3 separate regions of the Mus musculus genome follow, and all the other regions are linked to region 1. Evidence: chromatin contacts called from public promoter capture Hi-C data. All regions are on one chromosome and are shown on one strand. Each heading gives the region's core, a stretch centred on a gene start, on an enhancer-like site or on the middle of the called end of the contact. The rest is flanking DNA. Distances are from core to core; before and after follow the strand shown.

The links. Promoter capture Hi-C pulls out the DNA fragments that hold promoters and counts their contacts.
Region 2: a promoter capture Hi-C map of the 3T3-L1 cell line shows a contact between it and region 1, with 4 times the contacts expected there. The contact joins the enhancer-like site here to the promoter of Tuba3b in region 1. A contact is called at or near these places in 10 of 39 promoter capture datasets (the 3T3-L1 cell line, 3T3-L1-derived adipocytes, cranial neural crest and 5 more), 1 of 15 datasets of contacts at CTCF or cohesin (embryonic stem cells), 2 of 115 datasets of contacts at active chromatin or transcription factors (embryonic stem cells and stem cell-derived neural progenitor cells) and 3 of 9 other capture datasets (adipose tissue, embryonic stem cells and liver).
Region 3: a contact with region 1 is called in a promoter capture Hi-C map of liver, with 2.9 times the contacts expected there. The contact joins the enhancer-like site here to the promoter of Tuba3b in region 1. A contact is called at or near these places in 6 of 39 promoter capture datasets (embryonic stem cells, liver, neural stem cells and 2 more), 1 of 484 Hi-C or Micro-C datasets (neutrophils) and 3 of 9 other capture datasets (adipose tissue, embryonic stem cells and liver).

Annotation. Positions count from the first base shown.
Region 1 is chr6:145,613,812-145,618,103 of GRCm38.p6, reverse strand. It overlaps Tuba3b (tubulin, alpha 3B), which reads right to left and starts at 2,141. Exons shown (of 5, transcript NM_009449.3): 1 at 2,015-2,141. The coding sequence starts at 2,017. Gm38475 (a long non-coding RNA gene) reads left to right here and starts at 3,785. Exons shown (of 3, transcript XR_378153.2): 1 at 3,785-4,213.
Region 2 is chr6:145,398,828-145,403,119 of GRCm38.p6, reverse strand. All of the region lies in intron 9 of Lmntd1 (lamin tail domain containing 1), which reads left to right. Among named protein-coding and RNA genes, the nearest start is that of Lmntd1, 34 kb to the left of the region's middle. Within about 2 kb of position 1,914, at least 5 of the 459 cell types and tissues checked have an H3K27ac peak or open chromatin away from gene starts, as enhancers often do.
Region 3 is chr6:145,821,443-145,825,734 of GRCm38.p6, reverse strand. No RefSeq gene overlaps it. Among named protein-coding and RNA genes, the nearest start is that of Gm38927, 19 kb to the left of the region's middle. Within about 2 kb of position 1,719, at least 28 of the 459 cell types and tissues checked have an H3K27ac peak or open chromatin away from gene starts, as enhancers often do. A contact at or near this core is called in liver, where this site is marked.

The sequences.
Region 1 (4,292 bases), core at 892-3,391:
CTTCCACTAGGTATGGTTGTGCAGGATTATGGAATTCCAGTTCTCAGAAGGAAAGAGTAAGTACATTCAAGTCCAACCATATCTCAACACATACACACACACGAGAGAGAGAGCAGCTTGTTCCGCTCTGAACTCTCTAGTGATAATCCTCTTGCCCCAGCCTCTCAAGTTCTAGAATTAGAAATGTAAGCCATCACATGAGGCTAACCATACTCTTCAGTAGGAGTTCACCCCAGAGTATAAATGTTTGCCACTTTTCAAAATATTAAAGTTTAAGACTTGCACACCATACAATGTCGACAATTAGCTCATCATGGACAGTCACAGTAATTCTCTGGAAAATAATCTATGTGGTTTTAATAGTGGCCTGTCTAAAGGATAAGATATACTCTAATAAAAAAGACAGAATAGGTCCCAGGGTACCCAGCCCTAGCCTGGGTAGTCACTGTGTTTTTTATCTGCCCATCTAGAAAATCTTGCGTTCTAGTTTCCTGCCACTTTTCTTTCTCTTTTTTGTTTTAAGATAAGGTCTCACTATGTTTCCCTGGCTGACTTGAACTCACAGAGATAATTTGCCTTCATTCCTGCATGGGTTTCCACTGGCAGACTACATAGCCTGGAAGTCAAATAAACCCCTTCCTCCTAAAAGTCGCTCTGGTGTTTTTATCCCAGCAACAGAAATCAAGTTAGAATATGTTGCCAAATTCCATGCACGGCAAGGATTTCACCATAAGAACAAAAGGATGGGGGCTGAAGTGCCTTCTCAATACATTTCTTAATGAAAAAATAATGATCAAGCCAGGTGTGGTGATACAAGACAGGAACTAGCTCAATTATGAGGCTAAGGCAGGGAGACAAGTTTGAGTTTACCATGAGACCCTGTCAAAAAAAACAAACACATTCCGGCTGTTTAGACCTAGATCTCATTTGGTATTTGTTAGCATGTGTTCCTTTTGAGTGAATATAGATATTTTAAAAAGTTCCCTGCCTAGGGCAGGAGAGATGGTTTGTTTGTTAAGTTCTCCTCTTTCAGGGACTGCCCATGACTGCAGCCTCTGGATAGTCACTGCCCTCTCTGGCTTCTCTGGGAAATGGCAGTCATGAACACACACTTCCCAAAGACACACCTACACATTTTAAAACAAACCAAAAACTTAAGAAAGGTTCTCAGTTTTATGTTTTCCCCCTTAAGGTCTTGTAGCCTGTGCTGGTCTCAAATTCACTACCTCAGATTAGTCTTGGGCATCCAAGTTCCCTACCTCTGCCTGCATAGTGTTTGGGACTGTGGCATGCCACACCATAGCTCATATACCTTCTAAAGGGCACAAATGATTCCACTTATAAACCACCTAACATGACAAGGAGCTGCAGGCACAAAATACAAAAACTTCTTTGGGAAGTTTGGTGGCCAACATCTGTGATTCTGACAGAGAAGGCAGAGGGCAGGACTATCAGAGTCTGGAGGATTTCCCCCTGCACAGTAAGCTAGGGACCAGCAAAGGCCGTGAGAGACTCTTAAATTTCCAAACTGAAGCTGTCTGGGCTCGGTCACTTTCACTTTCACTTTCCTATGGTGAGCATTAGGCCAGAAAGCTTGGTAGCTTCTAGAATCTTCTGGAACCCAGGCGATTGATTGTTTTCTCAGTCAAGGGCACTGGCATCAGAAAACACAAAAGTTCCCTTTCCAAAAACCCATCTCGGCACTCTCGAGACTGGAATCGGACGAGGCTAAGGCTGGAACTCTTGTGCCTCTTTTGTCAGGTGCTGTTGGGCTGGGACTCCAGGCAGGTTCTGCACCCCAAGGTGCATCTCCCTCTTGAGAGAGTTTGGGCCATGAGGAGATGCCAGGCTCTGAGACCTAACACCCCCATCCCACCCCACCCCCTGCCGGGGACCTGGGAGAGGAGAAGCGGGCTCCCAGCCGCTTCGCTTGCTCACCCTCACAGGACCCCAGACTCTGAGGAGATGGCGTTCTCCCTCCCGTGGGTCCCACCCCGGTTCGGGCTGTTCTCACCATGCTGAACTCCTAGCAGAGCACCTCAGCCGATCCTCAGAGCTGCTCCTCAACCGCCGCTCGTGCGCCCAACGGTCCAGGCTGGATGCTCCGGGTACTTAACGCTTTCTCCCTGGATGCTCATTAGTCCAGAGCGTCTCGGGGGCAGGCTTAGGCGCCACGTCCTTTTTGCGATTGGATGTGGCTCAATTTGAAGCGGTGGTACTTTCTGATTGGATGTAAATTTGGCGGGAAGGCTCTGGAGTGGCTGGAGGGGAGAGAACTTAGGATCGGGAGACTGGAGGTCTGCGCATCCCTGACATCCGGCTTTGCGCAGGACAAGTGGGGTGCTCAAGCTTCCCTGGTCTGCGCATGCGTGACCTGGGGAGGGCTTTGCGGCTGTGCACTCCCCCCACCATCCTGCCATGTCTCACCTCGCCTCGTATTACCTGGTGCAGAGAAGATCTCTGGCCAGACCTAAGAGAAAGGCAGATGGCCCTTCTTCCAAAGACACGAGTTTCTGGGCACCAGTTATGTACATCCTGGGAAGCCAGCATCCGTTTGAGAGTCTTCCTGAACAGTCATCTGGGTTGGGGTATGTAGCTCTGGCTGGCTCGGGATGATGTAAGGTGAACTCTTGTCTTAGCTTGCATCAGTGCTGGGACTATAGGTATGCACTGTGCCTGGTGGGGATCAGTGGACATACCTTCCTTCCTCAGGATATCCAAATGCACATAATTGAATTGAAGGCTATATAGCATGTTGTGCCATTTTATTTTATTTTATTTTATTTTATTTTATTTTATTTTATTGGCATAAACTTCTGTATCCCACCCTGGACTTGACTCTCCCTGTAACCAAGAATGGATTTGAACTTTCAAATAGTAAAATGGAAATTTTACAAGCTAGAGAGAAATACTGGCTGTCCTTCATCCCTGTGTGTATACATTTATGATTTTTTTATGTAACTAGGATCAAACAAGATTTTTAAAACCACCTTGCTGAGATTTAGTTTTCTTACTGGTAATACAATTATTCTTTTAGTGTGTGTGATTCCATTAAGTTGGGAACTTCTAGGCTCAAATTGTGGTCACTCCTCTGGCCTCCTGAGTAGCTGGGACTGCAGAGATGTACCACCATACCTTGTTGATTTTTTTCTTTTTTATGGAAGAGAGTGTTTGTTTTAGCGCACAGCTTGGGGGGTACAGTCTGGCCTGATGGAGAAGCCATAGCTTCAGATTAAAAAGAAATTATTTATTTCTTGAGTCAGATCTATCCCAACCTGCCTTGAACTTGTGCCGTCCAGAACAGCCTAAGACTTTGATTCTCTAGCCTCTACCTCCAAAGTGCGGGTGATATGAACCTATGTAACTAAGCTCTGTATATACGGTATTGGGAATCAAACCCCATGTATCTTGGATGGCAGGTGAGTACTTTACCATCTTAACCATGTTCCTGGTCATAGGCACCCCTGTTCCCACATGTCTTGGTTATCTGTTAACTGTCAGTTTGTCCCAGATCAATCAGATAGGCCTGTGAGCAAGCATGTGGGGGATTGTCTTGGTTAGTGACTGATGTAGAAGGCCGCACCCGCTGTGGGTGGCACTGATCTCTGGACAGGTGGTGCTGGGCTGTCTATGGAAATTTAGCTGTGCAGAGCGTGAGCAAGCCCAATGAGGAACATTCCTTTTATGATCTCTGCTTCTTCAAGTTCTTGCTTGGGTTCCTCCCTGACATCCCCCAGGAATTGACTGACCCGGAAATATAAACCAAACAAATCGTTTCCTCTGGTTAGTTGCTCTTGGCCATGATACCACGGCTCAGGTCAGCATAAGCTGACAGCGGTGTTTGGTGGACAAATGAGTAAAGGGAGATGAATGGCTGCAGAGCAAGGAGGAAGGTCCTCGACGGGGAAGCTGAGGTGGAACGCTAGCTTTGAGAATCGGGAGCAAATGCAGGTGTTGGGGGTTGTGTGAAGGCCAGCGGCTGTGCTTTTCCTACCCTGCTCTGAAAGCAGCACGCAGCTGTGTGTGAAGCCCGGAATGAGCCCCCCTCATGGAGCTGGTGGTGGTGTTCAACTCTGTTCACCTGGACCTCCTACGGAGGAGAAACCCATCACCTCCACAGACCGTGATCTCATTTACACACCCAGGTCTCAGAAAAGCCCCTTTGGGCAGCTTCTCTCCTGTGGATGTCAATCCAGGTTCACAGTAGTGGGAGGTGAGTGTTTGTTCAACTTCTTATAATGACACACTGAGCCCTGGGAAAGAGTTTGATTGAACGATAACCCTATAAATAT
Region 2 (4,292 bases), core at 665-3,164, 210 kb after region 1:
TTATATTGATTAATCAAGAACCAATTTGGGGGACAGGACCTTAACACCAGAACCACACTGTACAAATTTGGTTTCTGAGTTAGGGCCACCTGGATGTCCCAGGATGGCCTTGAATTCTTGAGCCTCTGCCTCAGCCTCTTGAGTGCTGGGACTATAGGCATGAACTACTGTGCCTGGCTGAGGTGACATTATTAACCCAGACTGGTTACATCTTCACATCTGAATGAACCTGCTGTATTTGCTGCAATCTTGTGTCTATGTGACTTCTCCCGAGAAAGAGTACTTGAGGCTCATCAGATGTCCCAGGTTCTTGAGGAAAACAATCTGAGGAAGGCTGGACCGAAAAGGAACCAGACCCCAGCATTGAAACACACTGTTTGTTTCACACAGCACTGTTATCGGGAAAGGCCACACACTCCTGTTTGGCAGAAGGATGAATTTAAAAATAAATCTTAGGCAGAATCGAAAGGTACAGCACACAGCAGCTCTGTCTGAGGCGAGGAGAGAAACAGCCATGCTCCCCACTCACAGCCCTGATACCCCCCCAACCACACTTGTCTGTGACCTTTAAGACCCCTCAATGCAACCACATAAAACACCAAAAGCCACCATGTTTGTAGAGTTGCTAGCACCTCCTTGAGAAATAATGCACACCATGATAGCGCCTTTTAGAAATGGAATAATATGTTAATAATAATAATCAATAAATAATCGACTTTAAGGCTAATCCATTTTCATAAAACCACATACTACTTGTATGTGTGACTGTGTTTCCTCAACTATGAAGTAACTCAGTATTACACAAGTTTTACATTTCTATACGTGAAACTGTAAATACGCGTAGATAAATACGCATCAGAATTACCAGAGCCCCCTTTTGTTTCCTGTTGCAAAAGAAAATCACCAACAGACAAGTTCTAAATGATTGACAAACAGCTGGGAAGATAAATTCCTTTTCATCACCAACTCAGATCCATGAGTCTATGACAGGCGTTTGTTGGATTGCAGAAGAAAGACACTCTGGAAGAGAGAATAATGATTTTTGCCTTTAGTTATATCTTAAATACATACAATACAGCAGCTTAGAGACTAAAGAGTAAGATAATTTAAAGGAACATCTACATACCCTACACCTAGTTAATATTTGGGCTGAGGGGATGGGCAGTTGGAGACAGGGTTTCTTCTGTGTAGATGAGGCTGTCCTGACATTCATTCCAGCCACTTTTTTTTTTAAAAAATAAAGAATGTAAAAATCACCTCTATGCTAACCACTCCCAGTTAACAGGTGTTAATATTTTGTCAAGATGACTTTACTACAGAACATCCACAAATCTGGAAGACTTTAACCAGCTTTCTAGTTTTGAGCTGATAGACCACTATGTTGGCTATCCTCACTACTCAAACCAAGAGAGGGAAGAGAGGGCTCTTCCTGTCCTTTGTAAACTTTGTAGCGTTTGTATGCTTTTTTAAACTTTGTAAACTCCCAAGGCAGGAAAGTGGCCAGGCCCCTCCCCTCAGACATCCCTAACTGTCATAAAGGTGTTTCTAGCCTCTGTTACTGTCACAGAGGTCATCAACAGTACTTTCCCCAGATTCTGCTAACTTTAGATGAAAAGTCTGAGCAGGAAATCCCACCAATCCCTGAGCTCCCTCAAGCCCGGGACTTGAAATCCCACACAATCCTCACCCTGTAACCTCTGCCCTAGAAAACTCCATCCCCTGCTGTCTGCTCCCTCCAGGGACCGCCAATAAATCTCTTTTATGACACTTGCTGCCTGGCATAACTCTCTGGTCAGAAGAGAGCAAGAAGACAAGAAGCAATGGAAAGAAGCAAAGAAGCAAAGAGAAGGGGCGGGGCTGAGGCTCCAGAGCTCCTGAGCTCAGCTGGGGTAGCCTCCCCTGGGAGCTGCAACACCTCTGCTGAGGAGGCTTCCTCAGCACTGCGTGGTTCCTTGGCTCCCTTGTCTCAGGATGCCTTTCCACTGAGAAACCTTCTCCTCACAGAACTGTGTGGTTCCTGGGCTTCTGAGTCCCAGGACACCTCCCCATCCGAGCAGGAAGGCCAACGTGCACCACTCTGGTCCTTTTGAACACTAACTGCACGTGTGAGGATTTGTAGACCAGAGCTCTGTGGCTGCTTTGCCTTTTCACTTCCAGAAGGACACTGCACTAAGTGTCTGCTGTTTGTGACATAATCATGCAACATAAAGGACTTAAATGTTACATGGAGATCTGATCCTGATACTGTAACACTCAATTTTGATACATTTTTTTTTCTATTCCCATATTGCCTCATTCTGCAGTCACATAAAAGTATCCTGTATCTACTGCCATCCTCTTGCCTGTGTGTATATACCAGGTACAATGGCTGCTTCGAGAGGACTGGTCAAATGTTTAGTCCTCCGTTATCCATATGTGTGCTAGCTCAGCTGTGCGTGTGCAGCATCTGATTGAGTTTCCCTGCCTTCTCTAGAAAGCCCACTTCCTCATCCCCTATAACTTTACATGTGGATGGATATACCTCTCACCATCTTGTTATCTCTGGTGCTACCTGCCCTTGATGTATCTGACTGGAGCCTGTCCTTCCTGTGATCCTGGTTGTGTCAGAACTCCTCAGAGGCCAGCCGTCTCTATGATCCTGTGATTCTTGGATCCTGTGATCCTGAGATCCTGGGTGTGTCAGAGCTCCTAGAAGTCGAGCTGCCTCTGGGATCCTGAGATCCTGGTGTGACCAAGCTCCAGCGATCCTGTGATCCTATGATCCTGGGCATGCTGGAGCACCTGAGAGTCAAGCTTCCTCTAGGTATTGTGGGACTGGGTGCAGAGCTAATGCGCAAGGTCTGCTCAGGGAACTGGCTCAGACTGGAAGGAAGCTGTGCCACTTGGCAGACGGGTTCCTGCAATCTGGATCCCCCTGGTCCCAGTTACTCCCTGTGTTGGGGCAGATGTTGTAGCCTCCTCACCCATGATCCTGGGCTTTTTAGAGCACCTGCGAGTTAAGCTTCCTCTAGGTGTTGTTGGACCAGGTGCAGAGCCAGCACCCAAGGTCTGCTCAGGGCAGCAGACCAGCGCACACCAGAAGGACCAGGGACTTTACCTAAGATGAACGTGGGGCATGACTCATTAGTTCATTAGCTCTGGCAAGTTTGTCTTTGGCTCAAGGTATTTTTCCATAAGAAACTGCCACCAATGCAGGTTTGATGTACATGTCCTTCATGTGTCCAGGCTAGCACCTGCCCTGTTCATTGCTACTTGCTTGTTTTATGTGGTTTAAATTTATTGTACTAAAAATTTGCAATGTCTGCAATCACATTTCTAAGGCTGGCAGAATATTTGTCATGTGTGTGCCTGTGTGCACACACACATGCATGTACATATGAACACAACTGTGTGTGCAGAGTGCCCAAATGTTGTCCGTGTTCCCTTATCAAACTGAGAACACTTATACTAAGCGAAAGAAGTTACCCCTGTGTTTGAGGATAGTAGCCTCTCTGTTGACTTCCAGAATGTGATTTTATAACTTTTTTAAAATAAAAGAACATTTGAGTGAGAGTATCGTCGTGAGCCCTTCCCTACAGGTGTCTCTTTAACAGCCAAATAATCCTAATAAAATAACCAGCCACATCATAACTGGATCTTTTATCTCCAAACAGTTCAACATCACACACATACTATAACCTGCTCTTTAGTGAGGAGTGTACCCCAGCTCTTTAGTGAGGAGTGTACCCCAGCTCTTTAGTAAGAAGTATAACCCCATTTGTGGAGAATTGTGCCATTAATGGTCCATTAACATCACTCAATTAAAAATACAATTTTGAGAATTCAAAACATTCCCGTTAATAAGGGGCTAAACATTTTGGCTTTTATTACCCAAGACATTACCATCTCACTCCAAGACTCAAGAACAGAACAACCCGGGGGAGTTCCTGAGAATGGCTGAGGAGCTGCTTCCTTTGTTCTTGGGGTACAGGCTTTCGGAGTTCAAACCCCTCATGCTCAGACCAGCCAGAATCAAGGGCATACATGAAACACATACAGAATCTATTGCATGCCCACGGAGCGTTCTAGAAGACAGTCAGTGATGCCCTACTTTCTTCTACATCTAAGCTATGGCCTATACTACTGCCTGTGGCAAATACCTTGGAACCCTAGCTGCAACACAGTTCCATGGACACTCAGGAAGTTTATATTGTGCTGTGCTAAACAGAATCCTGACTCACTGGCTTCAGAAAACTGTTGGTAGCCGAGAAAGTCCCTGCTGACTGCATCCCTGCCCCACCTTGGGCCTGCCT
Region 3 (4,292 bases), core at 470-2,969, 210 kb before region 1:
TACAGAAGCCACAGCTTACAGATGACATCAGTTTATCCAGCAACTTAAGGAAGGAAAAGCTTATTTTAGTTTACAGTTGTCAGGGATACAGCTCATCAAAGTGGGAGACCCACATGTAGGGAAGGAGTATGAGGTACTGGTCACGTGGCACCCCAAGCAAGAAGCAAAGAATGGACAGGAAATAGAACCAGGTATAAAACCTAATGGCTCTCTTCTAGCGCTCCACTTCCTACTGTGAAGCTCCACCCCCTAAATCTCTGCAGCCTTCCAAAGCAGTTCCACCAGCCAGGGAACCCCTTACTGAACTACAGGAGCCTAGAGGGGACATTTTACAGTCACAAGATGGCATGGCCAGAGACCATCTTCCTGTGTAGGGCATGTTGATTGGGCAAGTTTTAAGAGAAATCAAGAATGAGGAGGAGAGAACAGGGGGTTTGTGTGTTTTAAAATGTGATCAAAATACTGTCTTTCATGGAAGGTCTGTGTATACAGTAACTGATCTCTGTAAAGATGTAGCAAGTACCATGGAGTCACAGATGGGACCAGAGAGCATGATACTGAAGCAGGAAGCTAAGCTAACTACACACCTTTAAAACAACAATACATATCAGTAGGGATGGGTGCCTTGGGAATATTCAGAATGGGACTCATTTTCAGACCTGGGAGAATCGGAACTAAATGCCTATGCAAAAAGCCCTGGGGAGCAGCTGACCATTCAAGGCTCTGCCAACAGCAGAAGTCATCCTAGAGCCTGGTGGTGTTTGTACCCCAGCTCTATTTGTGTGTGTGTGTGCACGTTTGAGAGCCCTTGTTTATGTACATGTGTTTGTGAACATGCGTGCATAGATAGGTCCTGTGGAGCTCCAGGTCCAATGTTTCTCTCAAGGGAACTAAGTAAAAATAAAAACTTGCAATACAGGTAAAGAAAAAGCAAGAAGGCTACACATTGGATACAGAAAGAGTTTTTGAAGATATGTAAATTAAAATTAGAATACTTACACCCATAGCAGAACTTCTCCCAATATGATTCTTATATATAAATTAAAAAGAAAAGACTTTTAAGTGAAATTTAGAGCATGAAGCCATGTTAGACTTTAGGATGATGGGATCTGTGGATGATCATGCTTTGGACTCAGGGAGTTGGCCTCTGTCAGGTCAGGACAAACCAGGTTCAGCTATTAGTCTTGAGTGAGCAATCAAGACAGGCAGACTAATTGTGAGAAACAGAAAAAGGGAGTGCACTTGATATACCACACTGGGAAGAGGGTTTTAGCAGCCCCAGGGTCTTGATTTCAGGTTAAGTTTTAAATACAGTAGCAGGCTGTGCACACACAGGCAGCTCTGGTCCAGGGGTGGCGCAGCTGCCTCTGACTCTTTGTTCTCCTTTCTGTAAGGTGGTCTACACAACTGTGAATTTTTTCTCAGAAGAAAAGTTTCCCCGCTGGCTGGCCCGGGCTCTAAGGGATTCTTTTCTCCCAGCTTGAGATTTCTGGGGGTGAGAGGAGTTCCGATTTCTTCCACTTCTTCAATAGTCCAGTAGCCAAGCAAGGAGCACAGACATGTCCTTAGACTATCTTCAGCCCTTCCAGGATGGTTACAAGTACAGCTAATCTTCACAGAGCCACAGGATGAAGCATTGGACCCATAAAGACAATCCTGGGGACATTTAGGTTGAAACATAGCCAACAAAGTGTCTTCCTGTAGAGGGCACCAGATGACTAGGCAGTGAAACCTTGCTGCCCTGTAGTGGGAAGTCCTGGGAAGGAGCCTCTGTGAACATACTGGAGACTTGTGGAAGTTGAAGATCCAGGCTGGGGGTGGGGGGTGGGGGAAACGACACACGGACTCAGTCTTTCCCTGCAAGCTCCATGCAGGCAAGTCCCAGCTCTTCGTATATGCAATCTCTGTGAGACAGCAGTCAGGAGCTTCCTGACAGGGTTGACAGAGGCTGAGGAGAGAGGCTATCAGGCATGCACATAGTTGTGGCAAACAGCAAACATGGAGAGTCACCACAGGCTAAACTACCGTCTGGCAGTTTGCATTGGTGCTCTTAGGAGGCAGAGAAGATGACCTTAGACTTTTATTTGGACAAGAGTATTTAATCTTACTTTTCATTAGATTGTGTTTCCCATGTATCTGTGCCAAAGATGGAAGTCCAACTTAGGAATGGGAGTGAATTCTGAAGTGAGTCTATTGAGAAATAAAAACTCACCCACCTCCAACTTGAGTGTCTGTGTCTAACATTCATGTCAGATATGCAAGCAGGAAAAGGCAGAGATCAGATCTTTGAATATGCTGATTCCTGACCCTGGCTGTGAGGCAAGGCCACAGGGTCATAGGCCAAGCAGGACCTTCTGTGGATAGGCAGATTGCTTGCACCAATGAGATGACAAAGCGTCAGAGTGGGAGGGGTGTGGGTGAGAAGGGGCCAGGCCTCAGTCCGCTGCTGGCAGGCCTCTCCTTACATCCCCACCACTGTGCTGTTGCCAGGAGACTGAAGAAGGGGCCAGGCCACATGGAGTGCAGTGCGGAATGTGTGAGAATGTGCAACCTGTGGTCTCATGAGTCCACGTGATCTGACATGGGCGAGGACTCACTTTCTCTTTTGCAGAGGACAGGACGCACCCACAGATCTGTCTTTTAATACAACTTATCTCTCTCCAAGGCACATATATGTACCCGTGCCCAAAACAGGGACGAGAAAAGCAACATGAAGCCCTCCCTGTTCACCTGGCAACTTAAAACCACCTGTAACTCCAGTTCCAGGGGATCTAACACATGTTCCTCTCTAGCCTCTGTTGGCATCAGGCACACACATGGTGTATATACATACATGCAGGCACAAAATTCATACACATAAAATTAAATATATATCAAATATACATTATATAAAATACACAAATATATATTATATAAATAAAAATATATAATCTATAAAAATAAATATATAAATATATTTTAAAAGGCTGTCTTATTTCACTTAGTAACAAGTGCCCTTACGTGCAACCTTGCCACCCTAAAATATTCTCAAGAAGATGCTACAGTATTCCACAGCCCACTCACATCAGAGAGGTTCCCATGAGTGCTTGCTCAGGAAGCTGCTCCATTGAGCTCTCTTATCCTGTTGAGTCCTTATTTCCTGGTAGCTGTTGGCGTCCTGTGTGGACTTTTTAATGCCTAAGCCCCCACAGCTGCCTGCCCCCTCAGCCCCTCACCTTTGGCTGTCTCTTCTGCGCTTCTAACATGGTACCTTACCACATGACTCCTCAGTGACTCAATCAGGAAATTGCTTATGCAGCTTTTCACAGTGGGGAGGTCAGTGGTTCTATGGCCGTGTGCAGCAGCTGACTGCATGAATCCAGCGGACCAGGAAGCAAGAAGCCAGTCGGAAGTGGGCTGCACTATATACCCTCCTGGCCCATCTCCCTCTGGCCCACTTCTCCCAGCTAGGCCCCTGTCCCTAAGGTTCTATCACTTTCTAAAACAGGACCAAATGTCCAAACAGGAGAACCTGTGGGTCCATTCCCCAGCTCCTTACAGGGCAACCAAGGCTTTCATAACCATGACAACCAAGGCCTTCATAACCATGATGTCTGCCCACTCTCTGTTCCCTCCTGCTTATACTATCTAATCACAGCTATTCAGTCCTTCATAGTTCTAGCTCCTAGACAGTGCCAGATGCCATTCTGATTCCTATCTCCTGCTCCAGGGTCCTGATGCTTGGGCTGATGGGGAAGCCCTTCTGGCCACCGTCCCATGACACTGGAACCCTTGCTCATTTAACTGAGCTTAACATGTGGTAGTGAGGTTCACCTTCCTCATGAGAGGGTAAAATCCTTGAAGTGGGGGACCCATGTCAAGTTCAGCCCAGTATGGCCATAAGTAGGGCTTACTACATACATACCCCACTGGCATCTCCTATGTCACCCCACATGAAGAATGTAAGTGGCCAGGGAGGAACTATGTAAAAGAGGACACTGTTTTGTTCAGCCATTAACACATGCTTTAGCGAGGGCAGGGTGGATCATTAAAAGTCTAAAGCTTCCAACTAGGAGTCAGAACTGAGTAAGTCTCCTCATTTCCTCTTTACGTTTATAGCATGATGTTACTCATGTGTATTTTCTTAACCTAGCCTTAGCTCTACTTAAAAACACTCCTGCAAACATGGATCCACTTGCACATCAGAGGTGGCAAGATGCAGATGCTGTCTTCTGCAAGCCCCAGCACATTTGCACATCATGTTCGGAGGCCAGAGGTCAACTGTAGGTACTGGTCTCAATGGCCCTCCATCC